2 separate regions of the Athene noctua genome follow, and region 2 is linked to region 1. The links are chromatin contacts, called in public Hi-C maps. All regions are on one chromosome and are shown on one strand. Each heading gives the region's core, a stretch centred on a gene start, on an enhancer-like site or on the middle of the called end of the contact. The rest is flanking DNA. Distances are from core to core; before and after follow the strand shown.

What was found. Hi-C and Micro-C count contacts between places; a contact is called where the count stands out from the background.
Region 2: a contact with region 1 is called in a Hi-C map of heart, with 3 times the contacts expected there. The contact joins the promoter of WIPI1 here to the promoter of CEP112 in region 1. A contact is called at or near these places in 2 of 2 Hi-C or Micro-C datasets (heart and liver).

Annotation. Positions count from the first base shown.
Region 1 is chr18:11,390,884-11,393,555 of bAthNoc1.hap1.1, forward strand. It overlaps CEP112 (centrosomal protein 112), which reads left to right and starts at 1,377. Exons shown (of 27, transcript XM_074922183.1): 1 at 1,377-1,614; 2 at 2,497-2,651.
Region 2 is chr18:11,879,977-11,882,648 of bAthNoc1.hap1.1, forward strand. It overlaps WIPI1 (WD repeat domain, phosphoinositide interacting 1), which reads right to left and starts at 1,297. Exons shown (of 13, transcript XM_074922047.1): 1 at 1,158-1,297. The coding sequence starts at 1,228.

The sequences.
Region 1 (2,672 bases), core at 127-2,626:
TAAGAAATTCTTGCTTGATGTATATGTGCATGTGAATCAAGCTTAGAAGAGCTTACTCGTTTGAGATAAAAGCACTTTAGACACTATACATACAGTAAGGCCAATGACAGATTTTGAGGAAAGGTAAATAAATGAATCAAAGAGGTCAGATATTTTATTTGGGGTCATACTCACCCACAATCATTTCACTGACTCAGGAAGAGATTGAAGAGCTGAAAGGACTGGAAGATTTCTCTGATTCTGTTGGATTAATTGTTGTTTTCTTGACATGACTACAAAACAACACGTGTAACTACATGACTATGAAACAAAGTGTAAACTGCATCTTTTGTGTAGAAATACCAGGCATTCACTTTTACATTTTTCTATTCCGCAACACACCATCACATTCTCTGTCCTTGGGATAGGACAACCCATGAAACATGAGCAGTATCGAGCAAATGATGTATCTGGGGCTTTGGGCAACCTGCGCTAGCAAAAGGTGTCTCTGCCCGGGACAGGGGGTTGGAACTAAATGATCTTTAAGGTCCCTTCCAACCCAAACCGTTCTGTGATTCTATCACAGTAAATGTTTTAAAGTGAACTCAAAATCACACTGTTATCTACGAGGATATACTTGAACAAATTTCACTTAGAAATGCTCAGAAACTGCAGATAGAATTGCCTCTGCAAGTATTCAGCCTGGACCTGCAATTTCAGTCTCATTTTAACTGCTCATGTTTCTGGCACCCACTACGGAGCTACAAAAACGTTGCTCTGAGTCAAAAGCTACTTCTGATTTACTGACCTTTGATTTCCGAGTGACAAATATTTTTCACTGAGCTTTGAGTGGAAGCTTCCCCCCCCGCCCCCCCCCCAAATACCGATCACAATGAAGATACAAAACTAGATATAGCTGATATCCTCCTGGCGATTAAAACAAAGAAACACCCCCCAAACAACCCGGAGTCATCTCCTGCCGTTTCTGCACCCTCACTCCTCTGGTCCAGGCTCTCCCGCCGTGCTGAGCCGCCGGGTTTAGCCCCCGTGTAACGAGGCCCCAAACCGCCCTCATTAAATTTCTGGCATCTCCCATTTCTCCCTTGGTGCTCCCTCAGGCTCCGCTGGGCCTCGTTCATATTTCTAATGTGCCTGCACGATCAATAAAATATTTATCCATGCATGTGTGTGTGGTTTTGGGTGGCGGGCCCGGCCGGGGCAGCCGCTACGGACCGTGCGCGAGGTGACGTTAATCACTTCGGGCAGTAATTAACGAGCGCGGGCTGTGATTGGGCTCTTGCGGTGTAACGGGGCCACGGCCGAGGCTCCGTTTTGCTCTCTCAATCCCAAGAGTTTTTTCCGTACCGGCTCCTGGGCAGGAATAACGCACGCACACACACCGCCCCCCCGGCTCGGGGCTGGAGGCGGCGCCGCGCGCCCACCGCCCGCCTCAGGCTTCCCGCCCCGGGCCGGTGCCCACGGAACCGGAAGCGCGCGGGCCGCCGGGAGCGGGGGTGCGGCCGGTTTGAACCGTTGGCCGCTCGGCCGGGCAGGCGCGGCGCGGGGCCTTTCCACCGCTGGGGGGGAGCGGGACCCGCCGGCCCGGCCCGGGCCTGGGCGCTGCGGGACAGCGAGGTAAAGGGGGCGGCGCGTCCCGCGGGCGCTGCGGGGAGAGGGGCCGCGGGGTGCCCGGCCGGGGGTGCGGGGGGTGGCGCCGGTTTGGGGCCTCAGGTCCCGCGAATTTCATCCCGCGGGCGGGGTGATTCGCTGTGGTAAACCTCGGGGCTCCTGGCAAGCGGTGCGGTGAAGCACCCCGAGGGAGGGAAGCGCTGGTTTTCGTCTTGTGGGGGACGCGGGCGGAGCTCGGGGCCGGGGTGCCCGGGGGGGTACGGCCGGGCCTGGGCCTGGGCCTGGGCCTGGGCCTGGCGCGGGGAACGGGGCTTGTCCCTGGGGAGCGGCCTTGGCGGCTTCGGCCCGCTGGCGGTTGTGTTCTGCTTAACTTGGTAGAGACGTGCTAATCTGCAAGCTCAAACGTACAGAAAAATGTACAAAAAGCTGGGAAACTAATGACAGGTGACCTTGGATGAAGAGCTCTTGTTTGGCTGTCTTTTCAGTACTGTGTTAAAAAAACCGGTTCTGACAATATTTGTTGGTTCTGTAACTTCTAATTTACAGGTCTATTTGCTGTTCATGCTCTTTTGTCCCCTCTTCTTAAAAAAGAAAACCCCAAACAACAGACTAATTCTAAGGAAGAAAAATTAATGAATGGGGCTAGGACACAAATGCCGTTAGGTGTTTTATACAAGTGGTGTGTAACTGGATACATTTCTGTATGGCTGACTGTTTATTTCCAAATCTAAACGGACACATTTTTGTAGATTACACTGAATGTCTGTTTGCAAAGAATCACTCGTAAGTTTATGTTTATTTGAACATAATAAAATACTTTTATTTTCCATGTAGTTCCAGAGCATGTTGTTGCATGGCCTAAGATGAACAGAGACTAATGTGTACTAGTATTTGATCTTTTCTACTTCAATGGGAATCATTTTGCAGGTTACTTGGTGTTCTTTCAGAATGAATGGTGAAGAGGAAGTATGGGAAAATCTGGATGCAGAATTTGACCACTGTGTTGTGGATATGAAGCCTCATGTTCTAAAACTACAGCATAGGTCAGGTAAATATGGTAAAAT
Region 2 (2,672 bases), core at 47-2,546, 490 kb after region 1:
AGTAAACCACTGAGACATTTGTATGGTCCTGTGGCTAGTAAATGAACAAACAGGCATTAGCTCTACCCAGGAGGCTGCAAACAGGACCTCTGTGACATAAAAAGGGGCTGTTTCCTAAACCGAGAGCTGACCTATTTGCACTGACACCCTGAGTTGTGAGGGCTGGGGAAGCTTTGCTCTCCCTGCCCACAGCAGTGGGTGCAGGCATGCAGCGCAAGGCACGCTCATGCCAAGTGCTGGCTCCACTCGGTTCCAGATATAGTAAGCAGCAAGCTCTAGGTCTTAAATCAGCAGCCAGCCCAGAATACCACCGCACAGCGCTTGTGCTGGTGGCGGTGGCCAGTAGGTTCCTGTCAGCAGCACATCACCACCCATCAAAGCGCTCTTTGTTTAGCCCCAGCAAATGCAAAGCGGGGCTGCACAGGTAACGATATCTCCAGGGGTGAGGCTGGTATCTGTGATCCTTATCTGGTACCCCATAATCCGGGCTAGGGCTGCCAGATGTGGCTCGCTGCTTTGGGGTGGTTGTCGTCCCGGTTGGAAATGGTTCTTAGAGGGTTGGCTCTGCAGCGGGTAAACCCCAGGTTAGCAACGGTGTAAGGGCGAGAGGCTCCAAGGAAACCCTCTGTTGTCTTGAGGTGGTGGGGGGGCCACGCTTTGGCACAGGCTGCTTGCCAAGAGCCCGCACGGAGCCCTGGGCAACTCTGCCAGCTACAAAGTGGCCACAGCACAGGCCAAGGGAAAAAGCCCTCGGAGGGAGTCACTTCCCTGACCATCCAAACTGCCTCCCAGACTGCTGGGGAAGCGACAAACCAGCCATTCCTCGGAATTTGCCGCCTCCCAGGGACCCAACCTGGGGGCGACTGGGATGTCAACCGAGAGCCGGGTGCGCCCAAAGCGGGGGGCGAGCGGTAGGGCCTTGTGAGCCGGGGGACCCCACGGGGCCAGCCCCGTTCGGGCCGTGGGGAGAAGCGCCTCGCCCGGGGCCCCGCGGACCCGTGGAGGGGTGTGTGTGTGTGTGTGTAATCCCGCGGGGGTCCCGCCGTGGGGCCGGCCCCGCTCCGAGCTGTCACGGGCGGTGGGGCCGGGCCAGCCCCGCCCGGCTCGGGCTCCGCCGCGCTGCCATCGCCCCCCCGCCCGCCCCCCGCCCCGCTTACGTGCAGTCCTGGTTGTAGGAGAAGCAGCTGAGCGCCGCGGGCCCCCCCGGGGCCTCGGCCGCGGCCTCCATGGAGCGGGCGCGGCGGCTCGGCCCGCTCCGGCCCCCGCGCCGGCCCCGGCCCGCTTCCACGGCGCCCAGGGGCGGCGCCGCCTCCCATTGGCCCGCGCCTCGCCGGAGAACCCGCCCCACCCGCGGATAGACTCGCGGATTGACCTATGGACGAGGGGCAGGCGGGTCGGTCCCGCCTCCCGGGTTAGCGGAACCGGCTGCTATTGGCTGGCGGCGGGGAACGGCTGCGCGTGGCCACGTGGTGATGTTGTCGTTGCATCAGACGGGCCCGGGCAGATGTTGGGGGGGGGGGGGGCACATCTGGGGGCGCATCGCTGCGGTACGGGGGGGTGGCGGCTTCCCGGGGGGAAGAGGGATGGGGGAGCCGGTGGTGACACCGCTGTCACCGCCGCCCACCCGCGGGCCGGTGCTCCGAAGGGGCGGTTTTTCCCTTTTTGACAAAATTTAGACGCTAAACTTGCAACGTTTGCGTAGGGAACAGCTTCTAACGCCGCTGCTGCCTTGTGGGGTCACATCAACTGGGCCGGGGGGGGGGGGGGAGGCAAGGAAAAACAAACCCCAAGCCAGTCCCTAAATGACCGATGTTCTGCAAGTCAGTCCGATGACATTAGCAGCGCACAGAAACGCAGGGGCAGAGCCTGCAAACCCCCTCATTAGATGAGTAATCCTCATGTGAGTGCTGAAGTCATTGGCCCTCGATCACTTGATGTGCACCACAGGACTTTGGAAAAAAGAGCCACATGCAATACCATCTCCATGAGGCAGACTCCATGTGGACGCATATATCCGCCTCGATTAATCCCCCTTTGCAGCGTGTGGGCCTTCGAGTGTCCGTAATAATTCCCCTGTCACAGAGTTTATAACCTGCAACTGTGACAATGATAGATTATGGGGAGGAAGTATGAAAACACACAGCTTCAAAACATTAGCTTGGAGTGAGGCGGATGGCAGAACGTCCCTGGGACACACAGCGCATGAGGGACACTGCAAGGGCTGCTGCAGGGGAAATAATTTTAAATTCATCATGTTTTTGGGGGAAAACATCTTCTATTCATAGGGGCCTAGTGGGAAGCTCTAATAAAACCCCAAAATTCAACAGAATAGCTGGTTTTGAATGTCCTGAGACTGTCCCTGTCGATCAGCACACTTGGATTTTGAAACAGGGATGTCAGATGGAAAATGGAGTTGTGGAGCAGGAAAAAGCTTAAAACAAAACAAAACAAAAACCCAACAAACAAAACCAGGGAGTCGGTGCCTTGTAGTTCAAAAACCAGCTTCTGAGCAACTGTTGCTTGGGTAATCACCATGAGCTGGTTTTAAAATTAAGACTGATAGAGCAGAGCCACAGAAGTATCTGAGACTTGGGCAACACAATTGTTTTTGTAGCTCGACTGATGCAACTATGTTGGTCAATCTTCCTTTCAGCTAGCTGCCTACAGGGGCC